Regions from separate parts of the Sparus aurata genome. Here region 2 is linked to region 1. A link is a contact called in public Hi-C data. All regions are on one chromosome and are shown on one strand. The core of a region is the stretch at or near the end of the contact, and the rest is flanking DNA. Distances in the headings are between cores, read along the strand shown. Region 1 holds the start of ovca2 (OVCA2 serine hydrolase domain containing). Region 2 holds the start of LOC115594354 (replication protein A 70 kDa DNA-binding subunit-like).

Region 1 (4,530 bases), core at 630-3,129:
TTCTAGTAAACACCCTAAAATAAAAGTATAGACCTTAAAATTAGCATAATATGGGACCTGGGAAAATATGTACACATCGGATGCCTAGAGGGTGTGCGGTAAAAGTTAATGCAAACTTAATTAAGGCCTTTCATTTTTTCGCCCATCATCCATTTTTCCCCTCTTTGAGCGCTGGGCTTTTATAGCCGTCGTTGCTTTGAGCCGTCCCCAAACCCTTTAGGAGGAAGGGCTAAATGCCAGCTCCTGGCTATCACTGCTGAAGTGATAATGTGGTGTTCGGGATATTGGCTTCATATGTTTGTCAAAAAGAGAATCCGGATCAAAGATAATGTCTGTATTTTTTCTGACACGGTCCTTCGGGAGAACTGTGCTGGCGCTGAAGTTGAAAGTGAGTCTGATAAGTGAGTTCCTGTGGCCTAGAATTAGCATGTCGCTTTTATGTGTGTTGAAAATGAAGTTCTTTGTCGGGGTATTTTTGTCTGTGTTGCTGCAGAGAGATGAAAGATTTAATTGCTCAAAGATTTCATGATTTTTACAGTAGCTGCGTTGTATCACCTGGCTTTGTCTGCGATGTCACAGCAAGAAACGTTTTCATCCGTGTCTTTAGGGGTCAGCCTCCCACCAGGTAGCAAAGACTCCGTTATTCTGCCCCAGAAATGCAAGAACACACCGTATCCATTAGTCCTGCATCAGTCAGACAGTAAGAGGACGACTTTTGTTGTTGTTTGCTTGAATGGTTTTCCATTGCTCATAGACAAATAAAGATAGAGTGAAGTTTTGGTTCCAGTAATCAACTTTCTCAGAAAAGTATGTTGCAAAAGCCAAAGGACATCTTCAACCAAGATATCACAAAGTCTGACAGGTTTTCTCTACCATGCAATACCCACACTATTCATTTATCAGCGCAATTCAATCAATCCAAGTAGCAGACACTGTAGAGAAGAATGTCTAGTATTGAGTAATTCAGACAAGTACAGAAAAATACTCTTTTTTTTTTAGCAATTTTAGCATGGCATATGGATGGCATATAAAAAAGCACAAAATGTGTAGCAGGTCATCTGGCCGGTGTGAATGGTTGCAGCATCATCAGTATTTGCAGTTATCATGTTAATCATATCCAATGCTGAAGAAAGCGGAGCAGGCAGGCAGGCAGCAGTACACAGGAACAGCTGTCAAAATTCAGCTGTTGCTGTTTTATCTGATGAAAAATGACTGTTGATGTCTGAATGACAGTCTGATGAATTCTTCTCTGCGCTAGTAAACACCTCTAAAGTCCAACCCAGAGACTATACAGCTTATTTACTGAGGCCATCGCAAGGATGATCTGAACTCTGTCTGTCCTTTGCTCCCTCCTGCATATATGCACTCTTCAATACCTACAATACAAATACTTATCATGTCTAAATGTGTATCCTTTTTATTTCTTTCACCTCATTTATGTTTTTTACTCCTAGTCCAGGTACAGTCCACACATATTGTTTGTGTATGCAACAAATAAAACCTTTGAAAAGGCATCAAGGCCTAACTTGGCTCGACTACATTTGTTTGAAAACGTTAATTACTAGATAGATAGATAGATAGATAGATAGATAGATAGATAGATAGATAGATAGATAGATAGCTTTATTTGTCCCTGAGGGGAAATAAGGTCATCGTAGCAGCAGTATAAGTAAATCAGAAATACAAATAAATCAAAAATACAATCGAGAGGTAAGGGAACTACAGGATGAGTGACTCAGAGCCAAAGTATCACATTTTCAAATAAATTTAGTTTATCAGCAATCAATATACAAACAAATAACACTAATCTAATAATTTTTGAAAAATGTATACTGCATTTTATTTTTATTTACCAACAAGGATTTTAATTTGAAAAGAATAAACGGAAGTACTGATCCTTCCTTCCGGTGGGTCTCGCGAGCAGCCGTTGTAACGTGTTGAACTTTCATTATCTTTGACAGGTAACCAGCTCCTCCGTGTCGTTTATATCTCCTGAGATATTATAGCAGTTTATTTTATCTGCCCAGTTCAAGTGTTTAACTTAATGAAAACGACTTGTTATTTGTTTTATGTCCTCCGAGCTGTAGTTGAAACTAACTTCTCCGGCTAGCGATAGCTAAGTTTAGCTAGGCTAACCTCTGAATGGCGCCCCTCCGGGTCCTGTGCATCCACGGGTACCGTCAGAACGGCAGCTCGTTCCGGGAGAAGACGGGAGCTCTGCGGAAGCTGCTGAAGAAACAAGTGGAGCTGGTTTACCTGAGTGCACCGCACAGTGTGCAGCAAGGTGGGTCCTCCACCTCACACTGTCCCCCTGAACACTCACAGCTAGGACAGCTAGCTAGGTGACTTCATGTTATTGACAGTGAAGTGGTGACATGAAGCTTCCTCTCACTTTATTCTACACTGACTTCTCATCGACGTGTTTGTATGTTTTGAACAAAGTAAACAGTTTAACCGAAGAGCAAACTCTGGCATAAACAGTACTCAATTACTTCTTAGATATAGTCATGATTATCTTAATAAATGTAGCTCTTTGGTGTTTATTAGTTGCCTTTTACCTTGTGTCAAAATCTCCATCAACCACTAACGAAGTACAATTTACTCTAGTGCTGTTAATTACAATTTTGCAGTACTTTACTTGAGTATTTCCAGTTTCTGCTTCTTTATAAATGTATTTGATACACTTAGTTACGAGTTGCTTTGCAGATTCAGATGAGCAGTTAGATAAAAGCTATTAATTGTGACATGTTACCTCTCAGGTATTGTTGTAAGCGGGACATAGTGTGAGAGGACGTTTTTAAATTAGTTTATTTTATCTCCAACCTGCCAGTGTCGATAATCAGTTCTTCCCCTACCTATACTACACTATGTACATGGTCAATCTGAAAATAGCTTCCTTATTGTATGCAAACTATGTATAAGAATTTCGAAAATCCCTTCAGTATGTCACAGGCAACACTCACAACACAGACATTTTAGGTTTTTATGTTTTCATAAGGAAATAATGTTGTAAATTAAGCAGTAAATGTTTGTATTTGTGTCCAAAGATTTGATTTCAGAAGTGCGTCCCATTTGGATGTATATTTAATAGAGTAAAATTAACACTTTCTTCTTTCTTTTTTTCCTAAGCTCCGGATAAGGAGAATGGTTCCTGTCCTGGAGTTGGAGGCGATGAGGACCAGAGGGGCTGGTGGTTTTCTGATGTCCAGGCTCGGAGTTTCAGCGCACAGCAGCAGTGTGAGGAAAGCTTGGGACTTGACGAGAGCTTGACGACTGTAAGAGAAGCTGTGAAGGTCCAAGGTCCATTTGATGGCATCCTGGGCTTTAGTCAGGGAGCTGCTTTTGTGGCCATGGTCTGCTCTCTTCAGGAGCAAAAACTGGAGCCAGAGTTCAACTTCCGCTTTGCCATACTTGTCGCTGGTTTCCGCAGCGCGTGTAAGGAACACCAGACGTTCTACAGTACTCCCCTCCTGATCCCATCCCTGCATGTGTTTGGACTGGAGGACCGAGTCATCCCTGACAACATGAGCAGGGAGCTGCTTCCCTCCTTCCAAGACCCGCAGGTTCTGACACATCCGGGTGGCCATTTTGTTCCAGCTGCTTCTGCTCACAGACAAACCTACCAGGATTTTCTCAAGAAATTCTAGTGAAAATTAACACTGAGAATTCCCAAAGACAAAGGCTCCCAAAGGACATTGATTATTAATCATGGAGAAAACTTGTGATAACAAGGCAGTTTGAGTTAAAATGCCAAGTTCAGTCCAAGCACTGTTTTCGTTTCTCCTCTGGTCTGATCCATCCATGACAGTTGAATGACAGCTGTCCATCTCAGGGAAGACGTCCTCTGACAGATAATAAATTAAGTGATAATTATTTATCAAATGTTCTCTGGTCTCTGTTGGGAGTGGTGTAAGTTTTTCTTGGTGTTTTTAAACATTATTTTTTGCATTTTTGGGCCTTTTATTGAAACGAGGTGTGACATGCAACAAAGGTTATCAGTGACCGTTGCAGCCATGCGACACACATTTCAATCACACAGCTGCCAAGGTGCTCCTCCTGTGCAATATCTTTCAAGCTACCTTTACTGAAACTGCATTGCCTGAGTCTTTGCTAACTCATGATACCCTTTGAAAGTTTGGAATGACCTGCCTTTTTACAGATAGATATTATTTTGTATGAATTGTTTGCATTGCATTGTTTTAAAAGACAAAATGCTGTAACATGGCTCGAGCAGGCTGACAACCTAATGAGCAGAAATAGACAAAGATACTTCTGAGCAACAGTGAAATAATGATATAATTAATCACCAGTCATTGGTAAAAGAAAGAGGACATTAAGCATCACAATCTGGGCATATTTAATTATGAATAAGTTTCTGTTTCTGTTTCAGTGTCATGTATTCTTTAAACTTAAAAGATAAAAATAGAAAGTTTCAGTCGAGGGTTAGCTCTATTCAAACTAGATGTACGAATTACTTACCGTGACCTTACAAGTTACAGTTTAAACCTGCTCAGTCTAACAGCTGAGTCG
Region 2 (4,563 bases), core at 33-2,532, 220 kb before region 1:
ACACACTGACTACAACTATCATTAAATATCTATATGTGTGGGTTTCAGAGCTACTTAAACCATTTTTTAAAATTTATTTGGTTGTATACCTATGTTTGAATAAAGATAAAGCTGTCCTCCGAAGAGGGGTGGTGGTGGTGGGCCAAAAAAATAAAAAACAAAAAAATAAAAATATATATATATTTTTTTTTTTACATTTTTAAATATCGATATTTGGCACCAGTGTATCGATAACGTACCTAAAGACGAAATATCGCGATATATCGTAGTATCGATATTTTGGCACACCCCTAAAACACACACATCATAAGAATGAAAGAGGGGCATTGATTTGAGTGGAATGGTGGGTTTTAACATTCATTTTTTCTATTTTATGGCTCATATGGAGAAAAGTGAATGTGATTTCCACTCCACCTGTGAGTAGTGCAGAGCAGCTGCAGTGTAGTCTCTGATCTTGAAGCTCGAGTTCCCTCTCTCCCTGCATTTGGCTGCTGGCTGTGTGTCCTTCTGTACTGAGTTCCCTGCAGAGATTGACTGCACAAAGTCCAGATCGTCTTGGCTGTGAAACAAAAATGGAGAACATTACCAGCAACTGCACTCAGTCACTCTTAATGTTACCGAGCCGCAGGGAAACGGAGGTGTTTAATGTTCATAGTCACGTACAAGTTCAGTGGAAACCTATGTTGACTTTTGGCACGTAAATACAAGCGTTGTGGTCCAATAAAAATGAATATATGTCCTCTATGTGGGCTACTAATAAACTGTGTACTCTACTAGAGTAGCTACTCACGTTGTCAGAGTTAAGGAGTATTTAAAGACATCATCTATCTCAAGCAGGGATGTGAAATGCTCCTTTATATCGGGGTCGAGTGAGGTCCATTTCTGTGCAACGTGATCTTGCCACTGGACACTCGGAAGATCCATCATGAACTACAACATGTCCACATGGGCAGCGGAGATCATTTGGGGTTTGTTTTGAGTCCGTGTCACGTCAGCTACATCCTCAGTTAAGCTAGCGGGGACCAAAAGGAAGTTTCCGACTGCGACATTCAAAATAAAAGATGAACCATTAATGTTCAAGGGAAATCGAAGATTTTAGGTTATTTTCTTCTTCACTCATACCTAAATCGATAGTAATTAGACTTTTAAGTTGTTAATTTCGATACATGTATACTTGCTGTCATTGTTACAACACCCCGACCGACTATACTATTTTATTTTGAAGTAATTGATGTACCACATCCTGTGTAGTTCGTGTTTTTGACATACTTACAAAAATCACGTTCGTCGCTCTTCTCTCGCGATACGTTTCACACCTCCAACTTGACAGGAACGTCTGACAAAAGCTGAAGTCTACTGGCTGTGAGAAGCCCTGTAAACAGGAAACATGAGTGTAAAACTCTCCCAGGGGGCAGTTGAAGTAAGCCTAAATATTAATATAACAGAATTATTATGTTATTTGTCTTGACTCGATGTCTCGAGGCTGGCACTTAAGCAATGTAGCACCAACAGCTGCAGCTGCTAGCAATGTAAGCTAACGAGATTTAATGTCAGCTGTCAGCAGTGCCACTGACAAATCAAATACTTTGCTGTTGTTGTTGTTGTTGTTGTTTTAACCGTCCAGTAGTGAATTTATGTGGTTAAATAAACTCTGCTTACTTAATTTACTCACATTACGACGCACTACAAGGCATATTTACGTGGTGCGGACTGAAGTCTCACCTTTTGGCCAGTTTCTCCAAACGTGTGCGGTCTGTTGAGTTGATTGAAACAACAGGACAGCCCCGTCCTGTTTATCCACTCATGCTTACCTGCTTGTGGCGAAATAAAATAATTGCCACTTCATTTATCTCTAATTGATGTTAGGCTGTACCTTTTCATTAGCAGCATGTTAATGTGATGGGACAGGATGGGGACAGGCGGTAGATAATAACAAGTCCATGTTTGTTAATGTCCAGGCCCTGTGCAGAGGCTTGGAGGTGAGAGATTCTGTGATGCAGCTGCTGGTAAGTGCTTTAAGGAGTCCACAACAAATCCTGCTATGTTGTACTTGAAGCTCCATCTTGGAAGTGTCTGATAAAACCCTTGTCTATTGTGTAACAATTTCTGTCTTACCTCTTACCTGGATTTTCCACATTCTTTACTTGCTTGGTACCTGGTTGTTTTGCTTATAATCCATCCTGCCCTCTGTTTGTCAGAACATACGTCAGATCCCCAGTGCTGCTGGTCCACCCAGGTACCGGCTCATGATGAGCGACGGCCAGCACTCTTGGTCGTGTGAGTATCTTAAAGCAGACTGTGGGTTCAGTTTGCTGAGGTACATGTGGGGTCCTGTTGACAAACAAACATGTTGAATCCGACAAAGCTCCTTTTTTAATCTTTAACCATCCATATGCGTTTCTTTTGTTTTTATTGTCTTTTAAATGCTTTTTTTTGTATCTGTAACTATTTATTTGGTTATTTTTTTGTTTTGTTTTCTTGTCTTTTAAGTGCAACATAGCATTTTCATAATGTGTTATATCTAAGATATTTCTGTTGTGCTGTAAAGCACCTTTAATTGCCTTGTTCCTAATCGGTGGTATTTAGATAAATATTATAATGTAGAACAGTTGCGCTGAAGGAACATTTCTGCTCAGAAGATAGTCAGCGAAAAATCTGTTGAATTTTTTACCAGATGTACATGACTCAGTGTGTGTGTGTGTGTGTGTGTGTGTGTGTGTGTGTGTGTGTGTAGCCTTCCTGCTGGCCACACAGCTAAACCACCTGCCCGAAGACAACCTCCTGGTACCTAATTGTGTGTGTAAGGTGAAGAAGACGGTCACCAACACATTGTCAGATGGCAGGTTTGTGTTTTCATTTTCATGTCCCCCCTATCCTCTCTCTCCTTTCTATTTGATTGCTATATGAAACCCCCTTTGGCCTTATTTTTTACCTTCTCCTCCTCCTTCTTCTTCTTCTTCTTCTTCTTCTTCTTCCATCTTCTTCTTCCTGTGTGTCAGGACTGTGGTGATTGTGATGGACATGGACGTACTGCAATCGGCTGACGAAATTGGAGGGAAGATTGGAAATCCCACTCCATATGATAAAGACGGTATGGTTGTTTTAAATTGTGTTCACAGAGTTAAAAAACAGTAATAAACAGCTTCCACAGCTCTCCCTTATGGTGTTTGTTCAACTTTTCAGGTAAGACGTCATCCCAACAGGATACGGAGACTGAAGTCTCAACTTCCTTTGTCCCACCTTCTCCTCCATCTGCTGCAGCACCTGGACCCTCCTATTCCAACAACAGCAGTGAGTTTCATGTCAAAACTTTTAAATAGTTATTTTGTCTTCTCAGTCATTACAAATGGATGCCGTTACAATTATAACAGCTATGATGATGATAAGCGCGCCGTTTTGTTTTTCTCCCGATTTGCTGCAGGTGTCAATTATTTTCATTATCCATTTATCTGCAATTATTGATGGATCCTTCAGCCATAAGATGTCAAAAAATTATGAAAAATTGCCACCACAATTTTCCAGTGCCCAAAGTGATGTCCTCAGACTGCTTCTCCAGTTCAGTAATTTGTTTCATCCAACGAGCAGCTAATCGTTACATTTAAGAAGCTGCAACCAGCAAATCTTTATCACTTGCGCTTGAAAAATACGGATGAATGGATTATCAGTTGGCAACTGATTTTATTTTGATCAGCCACTGACTAGTCGATTCACTGCAGCTCTCGTCCTGATGCATTCCGTTTTTGTCAGTCAGAAGAAATCCAGCAGAGTTTTATTGCTTGGTGGTTCTTGTTTATCAGCTGCTTGCCTGGCAGAAGTAGCTCTTATTTTTATTGACTTCACATTCACAGCAGCAGTAACTGAAGACAAATTGATCAGTGCTGAGCTGCATCGTACTCTAGCCGAGTTTTTCCAACCGGAGCCGCGGAGCAGCAGGTCTCCACTTGTTTTCTAAACAGTTTCTACAGCCAACAAAATGACTTTATGACTTTAACTTGTATTTCTCAAGCACATGCTTATTGATCATTGCTCAGACATCCTCCATGGAGTGTATGTGTATGCTTTCCATGTACAAGTGTGTGGCATGAGGCTGATGCAGGTTTGATACAATGCAGACAGAGGCAGTGGTTGGTGCAGTCAGATTTAAACTGCTTGCACATATGGAGTATTGCTGGTCGTGCAGAGTATATGTATGTTAGCTTTTCCAAGCTACTGCATGTAAGGTGAGTTTAAATCATTTTAAAATCAACGAAACAATTCACCCTCGAGTGCATGGATATTACATGTCAAATAGATTCATGCTACTTATTTGCGGAGCAGATTACAACAATTAAGTACCTCACTGGTTTAAACGAGTTCTAATTTCTTCATTTAGCAGAGTTAGATGTCCTGAGCAGCAGGTCGTTGCCTAACAACAATACAGTACACAGATCTATCAACTAGTTAACTATTTATTCCGCAGTTATGCAGTCGCGGCTATTGAAATCTGTTATTGGAGGATCAAACCACATTTTGTCAGGGAAGCGAGCAGGGATCGTTTTCACGTACTAACTTATTCAACCTTTG

What was found. A called contact is a pair of places that touch in the nucleus more often than the background predicts.
Region 2: a Hi-C map of an unstated tissue shows a contact between it and region 1, with 2.6 times the contacts expected there. The contact joins the promoter of LOC115594354 here to the promoter of ovca2 in region 1. A contact is called at or near these places in 2 of 2 Hi-C or Micro-C datasets (skeletal muscle and an unstated tissue).

What each region holds. Positions count from the first base shown.
Region 1 is chr13:4,724,654-4,729,183 of fSpaAur1.1, reverse strand. ovca2 (OVCA2 serine hydrolase domain containing) reads left to right here and starts at 1,879. Exons shown (of 2, transcript XM_030437151.1): 1 at 1,879-2,284; 2 at 3,130-3,883. The coding sequence starts at 2,143. The coding sequence ends at 3,647.
Region 2 is chr13:4,947,332-4,951,894 of fSpaAur1.1, reverse strand. It overlaps LOC115594354 (replication protein A 70 kDa DNA-binding subunit-like), which reads left to right and starts at 1,282. Exons shown (of 17, transcript XM_030438392.1): 1 at 1,282-1,420; 2 at 1,959-2,006; 3 at 2,199-2,277; 4 at 2,735-2,843; 5 at 3,000-3,091; 6 at 3,184-3,291. The coding sequence starts at 1,388. smyd4 (SET and MYND domain containing 4) reads right to left here and starts at 1,022. Exons shown (of 10, transcript XM_030438391.1): 1 at 791-1,022; 2 at 415-559. The coding sequence starts at 927.